Regions from separate parts of the Mus musculus genome. Here regions 2 and 3 are each linked to region 1. The links are chromatin contacts, called in public promoter capture Hi-C maps. All regions are on one chromosome and are shown on one strand. The core of a region is the stretch at or near the end of the contact, and the rest is flanking DNA. Distances in the headings are between cores, read along the strand shown. Region 1 overlaps Ptk2 (PTK2 protein tyrosine kinase 2). Region 2 overlaps Dennd3 (DENN/MADD domain containing 3). Region 3 overlaps Dennd3 (DENN/MADD domain containing 3).

The links. Promoter capture Hi-C pulls out the DNA fragments that hold promoters and counts their contacts.
Region 2: a contact with region 1 is called in a promoter capture Hi-C map of cranial neural crest. A contact is called at or near these places in 5 of 39 promoter capture datasets (the C10 cell line, cranial neural crest, liver and 2 more), 1 of 484 Hi-C or Micro-C datasets (cerebral cortex), 1 of 130 datasets of targeted methods (embryonic basal ganglia) and 2 of 9 other capture datasets (adipose tissue and liver).
Region 3: a promoter capture Hi-C map of cranial neural crest shows a contact between it and region 1. A contact is called at or near these places in 8 of 39 promoter capture datasets (the 3T3-L1 cell line, 3T3-L1-derived adipocytes, the C10 cell line and 5 more), 2 of 484 Hi-C or Micro-C datasets (cerebral cortex and nephron progenitors), 2 of 130 datasets of targeted methods (embryonic basal ganglia and stem cell-derived neural progenitor cells) and 3 of 9 other capture datasets (adipose tissue, liver and pancreatic islet).

Annotation. Positions count from the first base shown.
Region 1 is chr15:73,350,995-73,355,100 of GRCm38.p6, forward strand. The region is part of intron 2 of Ptk2 (PTK2 protein tyrosine kinase 2); the gene reads right to left. Among named protein-coding and RNA genes, the nearest start is that of Gm41344, 42 kb to the left of the region's middle.
Region 2 is chr15:73,559,111-73,563,216 of GRCm38.p6, forward strand. It overlaps Dennd3 (DENN/MADD domain containing 3), which reads left to right. Exons shown (of 23, transcript NM_001081066.1): 17 at 3,215-3,322. Among named protein-coding and RNA genes, the nearest start is that of Dennd3, 49 kb to the left of the region's middle.
Region 3 is chr15:73,537,972-73,542,077 of GRCm38.p6, forward strand. Dennd3 (DENN/MADD domain containing 3) reads left to right here. Exons shown (of 23, transcript NM_001081066.1): 9 at 2,722-2,877. Among named protein-coding and RNA genes, the nearest start is that of Dennd3, 27 kb to the left of the region's middle.

The DNA of each region.
Region 1 (4,106 bases), core at 602-3,101:
AGTGACTCACACACCAATTTCATGTATAATAAATACATCATTACAAGTAAGGACACTGGAGCACTCAGTGAAGTTACAGAGCTGAAGAAGCCTAGTAGTGTTGCTCCAAAATCTGTTTTCATCCTCTATACTAAATGCTTGTTCCTGCAAGCAGGTCCAAACCACAGCACATGAATCACAGGGAGCTTGTAAGAAGAAGAATGCAGGAAACGATCCCACAGTGGCCCATGTGAAATCTCCAGTTTGTAAACTGTAACCCTGATACTGATGAGCTGTGTCACAACTTCCTCACTGCATTTATTACTTCCCAGCTGAAAGATATCTGAGAGAAGATGCCTTTTTGGCCATAAAGACCTATACATCCAGTGCAGGTTGGTCTCACCACAAGCAGTCACAAACTTTCTTTGCTCACTATGTCCTGTTGCACCTGGGCCTGCTGACCACACCACATATCAAGGACTACCACTCCCTACATCTCAGCAAAGGCTCAACTGCAATGTATTATGACATGGCCAACAATATCACTGATGCATTCATCCTCTCTCTTACAGGTGAAGGAATGGGCCACATCTTCCACACAGTAATTATTTACTAAGAATATTTACTAAGCCACTATTATACTGTAGTAGGCACCAATACACAGAGGGTTAGTGAGCTGCATTTGTGCATGTAGTACTACGAAGTGTAACCAGAGCCTTGCATTATCAAAGAAAATGTATCTACTCATAGTCCAAATAATTAATTAAAAGCAAAAATGAGCAAAACAAGATATACTTCCTACCCTAGAAGAGTTTTCAGTCTAGTTGGGAGAAAACCACAAAAGTTTATTAAGTACTTTTTAAAAAAAATTATAATTAATAAGAAGCCAAGTCAATGAGGAAAGCCAGAAAACTAGCTGCTAGGGATTCAGTACTTAGGAAAACTCCAATATTTTGGTATCAAGGCATAGTTGAGAGACATTTCCCCACTTGTTTTATGAAGCATCAATACTTTGATAATGATAATCTGAAAAAAACAATTACAAGGAAAAGTTATGAACAGATATCCTTCATGAACAGACACAAATAATCTAAAATCTAAATAACAAATATACTGAACACAACAGAATAAAAACCAATGGTATAAAATGTTTAAGAGCAAATTTATTATCAGGAATACATGGTCACTGTTAGGTCAGTGATCTTAGTCACTGTTCTATTGCTGTGAAGAGACCAAGACAACTCTTATTGGGGGCCTACTTATAGTCTCAGAAAGTTAGTCCACTATCATCATAAAGAGGAGCGTAGCAGCACACAGGGAAGCATGGTTCGAGAGAAAGACCTTTACATCCTGATTCACAGGCAACAGACAGAGAAAAACACACCTACTCCAAAAAGACCATATCTTATAATTCTTCCCAAGCATTCAAATAAATAAGGGGGGCCCTCATTCAAACCACCATATTCCACTCCTTGGTCTGCATAGGCTTGTAGCTTTGTATACTGTATCATGTTAAAAAATGTGTTTAGTTCAGCTTCAAAAGTTCCCATAGTCTACCACAGTCTCAACACTTTAAAACTCCAAAGTCTCTTCTGAGAAGACTCAAGGCAATCTCTTAACTGGAACTCTTTATAAAATCAAAAATCAAAAGGCAGATTACATACTTCCAAAAGGCAATGAGACAGAATATACATTACATTTCAAAAGGGAGGAAAGGGGAAAAAAGGAGCATAGTAAAGGAATACTGGACAAAAACCCAGCAGGGCAAACTCCAAACTGCATCTCCATGTCTAATATCAAAGAACGCTTCAGATCCAGTCCTTTCAGCTTTGCTGGCTGCAGCACAGTTCTCTCTCTTGGGTTGTTTCCATTCCCAGTCAGCAGCTCTCCTTGGCAGCTCTCCTACTGCTCTAGCACTTCCAACAGCTTGGGCACAGCAACAAAATCCAGGCTTCACCTTTACAGCTTCACACAATCGCCTCTCCTGGCCTCCATACAAGGACTCACTTGACACGACCTGCCTGGCCTCAGAGACTTTCCTTAGCTGTGGAGAAGGTTCCATAACCCTTTTCTTTATCCTTGATTCTAAAGCCAGACTCATGTGACCAAAGCAGGCAAGTTCTTCTGCTTGCTGGGGCTGGAACCTGGGCCCCTCCTTCAATTACGATTGCATCAAATTTCTGTGGTTGATGCTTTTCTTCCCTGTTTAAGCTTTCCTATCAACACCATTAATCCAAAATTCTTCAAATTAGCTTCTAGCAGATGTTTCTGAGCAAACGCAGAAAACAGTTATTCTTTTTTTAAAAGATTTATTTATTATTATATGTAAGTACACTGTAGCTGTCTTCAGGCACACCAGAAGAGGGCATCAGATCTCACTACAGATGGTTGAGAGCCACCATGTAGTTACTGGGAAATGAACTCAGGACCTTTAGAAGAGCAGTCAGTGCTCCTAACCCCTGAGTCATCTTACCAGACCAAAACAGTTATTCTTTACCAAAATATCACAAGGCCATTCTTGTGATTAACCACTTGCTAATATTTTTCCCCTCTGAAACTTCTTGAGGTAAGCCCCTACAGGCCATATCACCCTCAGAACCGCTGTTTTCTCTGCTCCTACTAGGATGGCCCAGTAAGTACTGTTTAGTTTAACCACCTTTCTAGTCCAAAGCCCCAATACTCTTTTTAGTCCCAAGTCTTCCATATTCCTCCAGACAACATGATCAGGCCTGTCACAGTAATACCTTATTTCTGGTACCAACTTTATCTTTAGTCACTGTTCTACTGTTTTGAAAAGACACCATGATTAAGACTCTTAAAAGAGAAAGCACTAAATTAGAGGCTTGCTTAGAGTTTCAGAGGGTTAGTCTATTATCATCATGGCAGAAAGCATGGTGACACACAGGCAGGCATGGTGCTGGAAAAGCAACTCAGAGTTTTACATCCTGATCCACAGGCAGCAGGCAGAGAGAAAAAGACATCGGGCCTGGCATGGACTATTCAAACCTCAAAGCACTCCTGCAACAAAGGCACACATACTCCAACAAGGCCACATCTCCTAATCCTTCCCAACTGTCTACCAATTGGAAACCAAGCATTCGAATATATGGGGAGGTGAGGGTAGAAAGTGCAGTCTTATTCAACCCCCACAGTTGGCTTAACATTAAAAACTTAATATATCAGACTGTGATATACATAAGCCTAGTACCTGAATGACTTGAGTTCAATTTCTACCATCAAAACCATATTTAATTTAATAATTAACACCATAATAGATTACATTTTTTTAAATTCAAGTGATCAATAGAGGTAGAAAAATATTTGACAAAATTTAACATCTTTCTCACTATAAATAAAAAAGCCTCATGAAAAAAAGAACTAAAAGGAATTTTTTCAAATAATAATAATTAAAAATACAAAGCTAGAGCTAACACATTAACCCTGAATACTTCCTGAATCAAAACAAAGATATTTCCTCCCACTATTTCCCCACAGTCAAAACAAATATTGATAATGAGCCAGAGGAAAAGAATGAGATGAAGACATGCTAATGCCCGCTGCAATATTATGGTAAGGAGCTGCTGCTATGTTCACAACAAAAAAGAGGAGGGAGGGCACAGCACAGTCTTCCTGTTAAGTCATCAGAAGCAACATCTATCTGCTTACTACATTGAAAAAAGACACAGCCATGTTTCCTACAGGAAAACTACTCCTCTAATTCAACCATTTTTAAGCAAAAATAGATTAGAATTGATCTGCAATTTAGATTATTTCATCCCATGCCAGACAAGAGAGAAAGTCAGAGAAAAACAAGTCGGAAGGTCACTCTCTGCCAGGCACACTGCTATCCCACTGCTCTTTGTCAAGCCTTCTGTTAGAGGTTCCTTCCTCCACCTTCTAGGATAAGCCTCTCTCAGGTGGGCCTACCTGACAAACTACTTTAGACTGCCACCAGATCCCCAACTTGGATGTAACACTTACCACACTCTATCAATTCAGGGAGCAGAAATCTGTGCCTTTTACTCCTTAGTATCAGCCAAGTATTGACAAATACATTCAGCAAATACTGAATTTGCACTTAAAACTTGTAAAGTTAATTAATGACTTCAAAGAAAAACATTTAAGAG
Region 2 (4,106 bases), core at 786-3,285, 210 kb after region 1:
CTCCACCTCCCAAGTATTGGCTTTACAGCTATCAGTGGCTAAGCCCAGCATCTTTTTATCTTTAAAGGCTAGGCTCCTGGGACAGAAATCTCCAGCCTCCTTTCTGTTCGTTTCTCTTTGGCTCTCACATTCTGAAGCCATCCTGAGGTCAGGGTTTCAAGTCTAGGATCAGTGTGCTAACAAGATGTCTTGAGCCTTCTCGGCTTCCACTGTTTCCATTTTAAATGTCCTCCTGCAGCCTCCAGCTTTAAGACCAGCATACTAGAAATAGCAAACCTACGGAGGCCACAAAGAAAGTGTAGCTTAAACGACAATAGGAAGTTCATTTTGGAGCACAGGTTGGTGAAGTAGGGATCTCTGCCACACTATCCAGGTCCTGTTGATACTGAGATATCACTCTTGTTCTGGACCCCTTTAAGCTGTGACTTCCTAGGTTTAGGGTACTTGAAGGGCAGTGCCACCATCCCTGTGATGGCTGACACACTCACGCTCTGCAAGAGGAACCCCCACACTGCTCAGCACCTCCTTCTGTGCCCCTGATGGCCTGTTGGTTCACTATCACCGTGATCTCATCTGTCCAGGGTGTCTCCCGTACCCAGGAGCCTTCCTGACTCCACCCTTTCACTCAGCCCAGTGTTTCCTCAGTGCCTCCGTGAGGAGGCTTGTGCTGGCCCTTTCCCTTAAGGAAAATGTATTGATGGTGAGGTGTGCTGTTTGTGAGTGGATGTACGCGTGCCACGGTGAGTGTTCATGCAGGTGTTGGTCCTCACCTTCCGCCTGGCTTCAGGTGGGGCCCTGTCACTTTTGTCACTTACTGCTGTGTACACCAGGCCAGTTGGCCCACAAGCTTCTAGGGAGTCTGCTGTCTCTGCCCTCTGTCGAGCCATAGGAACAGGAGTTGCAGGGGCTCACCCCACCCGGCTCCTGGCTTACCATGGGTCCCCATACTCATACAGCAAGCAAGCATATATATAACCCATTTCTTTCTTTGTTTTTATTTTATTTGTAATTCACTTCATATCCTGATTACAGCCTACTTCCCTCCTCTTGTCCCAGTCCCACCTTTACAAATCCCTCCCCTGTTGTCCCCTCTCCTTCTCTGCAGGGAAGGGGAGCGCTCCCTTGGGTACCACCCACCCTGGGGCATCTAGTCCCAGCAGGTCTAGGCACATCCTCTCCCACTGAGGCCTAACCAGGCAGTCCAGGTAGGGCAAGGGGATCCAGTGGCAGGGAACTGAGACTGAGATAGCCCCATTCCACTTGTTAGGGCAACCATCTGAACATCAAGCTGCACCTTTGCTACAGATGTGTAGGGGGCCTAGGTCCAGCTCCTGCGTGCTCCCTGGTTGGTGGCTCAGGCTCTGTGAGCTGCCATGGTCGCTGGTTAGTTGACTCTGGATCTTCTTGTGGTGTCCTTGACCCCTCCAGCTTGCTCACTTCTATCCCCCACTCTTCCACAAGACACCCCAAGCTCTGCCTGATTTCTGGTGTGGGTCTCTGCATCTGTTCCCATCAGATGTTGGATGAAGCCTCGCAGGAGACAGTTAGGCTACGCTCCTGTCTGCAAGCAGAGCAGAGTATCATTATAGTGTCAGGGGTTAACTCGGTCACATGGGATGGGTCTCAGGTTGGGGTAGTCATTGTTTGGCTGCTCCCTCGATCTCTGCTCCATCTTTATCCCTGCACATCTTGTAGGCAAGACAAACTCTGGGTTGACAGTCCTTCATTTCTTTAGTGGCTACGGTACTGTGTTGTTTGGCAGCATTACATACTCTCTACCCTTCATCTGTAGTGGACACTTAAGTTGGATCTGCCTTCTGTCTAACAAAGGAAGGCTGCTGTGAATGTCTGTGAAGTGTGTGTCATTTCATCTGTCTTGGGTGTGCAGTCAGGTTTTACAAACAGCTGTCCAAGAATTAGAAAATGACACCTTGGCTTAGCTTCACCTTTCCCTTTGTAATCTGTGTCACTGACTGTGTGGCCCTGATGCTTTCTGGTCATAGAACCTGTTCCTGAGCTGGGACAGAAGCCAGGAGGCTCAGGTGTCCCCAGGTTGCCTGGAGACCCATTGAGCCCTCTGGGAGCTCTAACAGTTTTGGGTCTCAACAGAACTGCTCCTGTGCTCAGATGAGAGTAAACTCAAATAAACAGTACACTTCAGCTGTTTATACAACTTTAAATGTACTCCTCCTCGGTGACAGCAGTTCATGGCCTCTGTAAACAGTTTACAGAGTTGCCATAGTAACACCCAGCACACAATCTGTCATCATCACCTTGTTCCCAGGACGCAGGAGGAGCCATCCGAGCTCAGGTCACAGCACGACGAATTCCTGATCCTGGTTTTAGCAAATCCAGAAATACCTTCTAATGCATGGCTTAACAAAGTGAGGACTCACGACATGAGATCCCAAGCTTAATTTGGAAACATGGAGTCCACCTGTGATGGCAGGTCTATAAATATACAAATGAAAGGACCCGAGTCAGTCACCTGAGGCAGCAGGTGGAGAGGCAGTGGCAGAGGGTCCGGCCATCACTTCCTGCATTGTTGGAACCCAGGAGCCATGCTGGAGGCCTAGTGACTGGCAGGTTGCTGTTCTTCTACAAGCAAGGAACAGGACTTGGTTGTTTCTTTTGAAAAATGAGGACAATAGCAATCACATCAGAAGTGAAAGGCCACCAGTGAGTCCCTAAGGCATAGCCTCTACTGCAGTGCAGGGGATCCAGGGGACAGGAGGAAGTGCCTCAGGGTTAGTGGGAAGGCCATTCAATCTGGCAGGTGGTCTCAGAAACCTCCAGGGAAGGCAGTTTTAGCGCTGTCTGGAAATGTGTTTGATTGTGCAGAAAGAGGTGCAAGTGTGGTGTCTTGGTCATGTAACTAGACTAAGTGTCCATTCACAGATGAATGCGACCTCAAGCTGGCAAGCTGGCTAACTAGGTAAAGGCACTCGCTGCCAAGCCTGGTGGCCTGAGCTCAGTTTCTGAGATCCGCGTGGCTGAAGGAGAGAACTGACTTCCACTAGTGCTTCTCTGATTTCCACACACGTCCTGTGGTGTGCACACCAGGGGCCACCTCCAATGCTACTCTCCATAACAGTTTTTCCAAGAGCGCCCTCTTGAGGCCGTGTACGATTTTACAGTAAACTAACAGGCAAGCTTTACTTGCTGTCCCTCTATCCTTGAACCGGGTAACCCAACTCTCGTGCCTGTGTTTCAGCACCCATGGCGGTCCCAAAGACAACCTCGGAGACCCTAAAACACAAGATTAACCCTTCAGCCGGAGAGACCGCTCCCCAAGCCATTGAAGTCCTGCTGTATACTCCAGGTATCTTGGTTGGGATGAACTGTCTAGACTTGGGTTGGAGGTCAGCCTGGCAGCGGCAAGGGGAAACCCCCTTCTAGAAACAGCGAGGGCCGGGCGTGGTGGCGAACGCCTTTAATCCCAGCACTTGGGAGGCAGAGGCAGGCGGATTTCTGAGTTCGAGGCCAGCCTGGTCTACAAAGTGAGTTCCAGGACAGCCAGGGCTACACAGAGAAACCCTGTCTCGAAAAAAATAAATAAATAAATGGCAGACTCTGAATTGGTCAGTCTAAATTCTAAAAAAAAAAAAAAAAAAGAAACAGCGAGGGTGCTTTCTGTCTATAGGACAGGGTCCTGACCCACAAGGGCAAAACTCTTATGGCCACTCTGCCCTCCTGTCCGTGGGGCACCTTATACCTGGGCAATGACTTTGGTGGAGACCGGAATACTCACTCGTCCCCTGCCCTCTATGGTATGGGACATTTCAGGTGCTATGTGTTGCTCTTGTCTTTGGTTGAGGAGGATGCTGTTGGCAAATGGTTGTGTAACCATAGGGCAGAGGGCTAGCCTATCTCTGTATGGGAAGCCGGGAGCCTGCCCACTTCAGTCACCACACCAGCCCCAAGTGGACTGAAGTCTAGATGAGCAAGGTGCTTACAAGTACGCAGAGTGAGTGACTCCCGGACCAGCACACCCAACAGCACAGGCATGACCCGGCCAGCCCCAAGTTCCTAAGCACTGAAGGACTCTATGTGTAACTACACTGGCGGTTTCTGGGCTGGTGAGGAGGCTTAGTGGGTAAGGGTGC
Region 3 (4,106 bases), core at 625-3,124, 190 kb after region 1:
GGTCCCCTTTGGTCCTCCTGTTGGGGGTCCTGGAACACTGGGCTGGGAAGCCAGGGCATTGTGTTTGAGCATGTGTGCTGGGCTTTCCTAAGCTCTCATGCTGGCCCTGTGGATATTCCCTTTCCTGGATGGTGCCTGCTAATTGTTGGTAAAGTATCTCTAGTCTGAAAATCCAAGCTTTAAAATACTTCAACATCTGTATCATTCTGAATGCTGACTCTGGGCCAGGAAAAAAATGTTTCATCCAATCTCATGTGACAGGTCACATTCAAAACACAGGTTTATGAGCCAGGCGGTGGGGGCACACACCTTTAACCCCAGCACTCAGGAGGCAGAGGTTAGTGGATCTCTGAGTTCAAGGCCAGCCTGGTCTACAGAGTGATTTCTAGGACAGCTAGGGCTACACAGAGAAACTCTTTGCCTAGAAAAATAAAAAACCAAACCAAACCAAAACCAAAACCGTGGTAAAGTGCCTTCATCTATGTCTTCATATAAATGACCTCGGTGTTTAGGCTCGGGTCCAGCACTGAGATGTATAGTATATGACGAGTGTATACATATTCATAGGTGTATATACTATATGCATATATGTTTAGGTACATGCAGGTATTCAGACTTTCACACCTGAAACACCTCTGCTCTCAAAGCTGGGTTCTTTGATCTGTGGTGGGGTTAGAACCCAGGGCCTCAGCACATGCTAAGCCCCATGAAAGACTCCGCAGTCAGGCTGGAGAGATGGGCCAGCAGTTAAGAGCACTGGCTCTCTCCTCTTCCAGAGGACTCAGGGCCAGTCCCCAGCATCCACATGGCAGCTCACAGCTGTCTGTAACTGTGTCAGGGGATCTGACTCCCTCACACGGGCATGCATGCAGGCAAAACACCAAAGAGATGGTAGGGAAAACATGGGGAGTTCACGGCTGCGGGAGCTACAGCTATAGCCATCTTCCTGCAGCGGCCTGGGGGGTTGGGTCAGGCTCCTGAGTGGATTCTTACATATTCCTCTTGATAAGCATGGCAGAGTCATTCCACGCTGACCTGGCTGTGCTGTTTGCTTTGGCAGAAGAACCTAGCATGGTTGGCATGCTTGCTTTTCAGAACCCAAGTACAGGGGTGTGGGGTTGGGTCCCTGCTGTGGCTGGCAGCACCCGCCCCCCCAATGTGCCTGTGGGTGAAGCATCTCACAGAGGTTCAGTCCAGGAACACTGTTTTATAAACCTGACAGATCCATATACTTCTAAGCCCGATCCAGGCCATTGTGGGGGCTCCTTAACTGTCCTAGAAGACAGAGCAACACCTATATACACACATGTTTGGCTGGAGGAACACAGGGCAGTAGGGTTTTTTTCTCCCAGATTCCCCTAGAGGTCCTGGGCCACAATGCTCTTCCTTTTCTTCTGATAAGAAGCTTTCTTCACTGTAGGTCAGGAATAAGGGCCCCTTTTTTGGTAGTGCCGGCTCTGTGTGTGTGTGTGTGTGTGTGTGTGTGTGTGTGTGTGTGTTGTGTGTGTGTGGAGGACAAGGTTCTACAGGGAACAGCTTCTTACTCCAAACTGTGCCCAAACAGAAGACCACCACACTGCAGGCAGCACCGCTGTGTTTCATGTAGGGGAGTCCCTGGTGTTCTGTCCCTCCTGTCCCCTGCTCTGTGCTCTGCCTGGCGAATGTCAGTTTGGTGCTATGTGCAGTTGCCGTAACCCTGTCACACGGGGAAGGAGCTGTGAGGCCTCACTGGTCAGGTCAGCAGGGCTGGGACACCTACCCAGGGCAGCCACACCAACCCGCACCTGCTCCTTTATGGTTCATGTGGTTTTGAATCATGCCAGGCCCTACAAGCTCACCGTGGGCACCCAAGAGCATCTCCTCTGCCTTACCCCTAGGGGCCATGTACCTTGCCTCTTACAGAGCAGGGTCAGACTCTCTCACAGGAGCACCCTCCTCCCATAGTCTGCCTTTTCACCATCATAGCCTCACCATAGGGAGTCTCCACTGGCCTTGATCGTGTTCTGCTCTGTGGCTGGCTTCTCTGTTTTCTGTTTCCCCCTATTCTGGCGTAAGATCCATGCAGTAGGGCCTCTGCCTGGTCCATACTCACAGTCTGTGCCTGACCCACAGTGGGTGCACAAAGAACATTTGTGGACCAGACTTGTGTTGCTCCCGCCTGTTTTAAATGACAGGCTTGTTTGCTAATGCCCAGGGCCTCCCTTGGGCAGATTTCATGTCCTTGAAATGCTGAGGACTGAGCCTATATCACCAAGCTTTTCTCAAAACATGGGCTTGAATGCTGATAGGAAGGCCAGGGCCTAGGCCTGTGTGGTGGCTTTGGCTTTGGGTAAGTTCCTCTGTGCCTGAGGACCTGCAGATGAGCCAATGGCCGCTCTATGCCAGACCACTGAATGGTGGCACTCAGGATCAGAGTAGCTTCTGGTCCTGCCTGGGCAAAGGATGTTGCTGGGTCGCTGATGGGTCACTGTTGGGAACCACGGGAACCATGGGAACTCCTGGCAGCCCTGACACAGAAATGTCTTGTGTCCTGGAAGGAGGCCTGATTGGGTCTGAAGCGAGGCCTTCATGTGGTAACATTTGGAATTGGGAATTAACTTTTGTAGCCCTGGGCCCTTAATGCCCTCCCTCACTGATGACGGGCATCAGAGCATCTTGAACTGTCTACCTGGTCTCTGCCCACGTCACACCAGGTACTCAGCTTAGCCTGCTTTTCCTCAGAGTCCAGAGTCTCCAGCTGCACCCGGATTTGCACCTTGCCCACCTGAGTGCCAGCACAGACTTGAACGAGGGCCGAGCCCGCCGCCGAGCCTGGCAGCAGACTCTCAACTGCAAGATTCAGCACATCACTCTACAGCTGCTCGTTGGCATCTTCAGGTATCACAGATCTGGGAGTGGCTACTGAGTTCATTTCCCAGCCTTTCCTCATGACAAGTGCAGCAGGGTCTGCTCTGACCCTGCCCAACACCCTCCCAGTCTTCAATATCTCTCTCTCCTATCACTGGACACTTAAATGGCTATTTCCAAGGTGGCTTCCTGGGAGATGGTGCCCATGTGCTCTGGCTGAAGGCTCAGGGTCAGTCCAGGGATGGTGTGTCCCAGAAGTGAAGAGATACCTGGGAGGGTGGGGGCCATAGCCACAGGACTCAGAAACCAGCCAGTGCGCCATCCAAGGGGCTCAGGACAGATGAGTGTGTGCTTTGCTGCCGGGAAGCTCTTTGACATTGCCCACTTCATGGTGTGTGCCTGTGCTGCCTGAGCCCCGGGGCGTCAGCTAAGTAGTCAAGTACAGTTTGTGTGTTGAATGTGACACTGTATAGGAGCTGAGTTGTTACTTCCAACAACTCAACACGCATCGATTAAGGAGTTGTATCACGGCTTGGGGCCTTTTCTTCCTTCCAACTCTTACTTCTGTAGCATCCTGCTCCTCTCTTGCTGCTTGCTCCGTGCATCCACAGAGAAGGAGGCTTTGATGCAGGTTCTGGTCTCTTCTGAAGGGTTGTCCACTCAGGGGAGGGGGTTGGCAGAGAGCCATGGCCCTCCCAGTAGTACTCTGATTATTTCCAAACTGAAACTTAAACAGCTTTGTTTTTTTGATGTCTTCACTTACAGAAAGCAAATTGATTAGTAAGAAAATGAAGTGGTGTGTCAGAGACAGATTGTATTGTTTTTTTGTTTGTTTGTTTTTGGGTGTTTTGTTTTTGTTTTGTTTTGTTTTGTTTTTTTGCTAAAAGTGTGGTCCTGGATATGTTTCTTTTTTATTCTTGGGAGGTACATTTTTTTGTAAAAAGATTTATTTATTTATTTATTTATTTATTTATTTATTTAATGTGTATGAGCACACTGTTGCTGTCTTCAGACATACCAAATGAACACATCAAATCCAATTACAGATGGTTTTGAGCCACCATATGGTTGCTGGGAATTAAACTCATGACCTCTGGAAGGTCTCTTATGCTCTTAACTGCTGAGCCATCTCTCCAGCCCCAGGGAGACCAATTTTTTTTTATAACTGAAGCAGTTGAGTGTCTTTATATATTTTTAAGCAAAACAAGAACAAAACAGTTTATAACCAAGTATCCTGGTGCAAGCCTGTGATCCCAGAA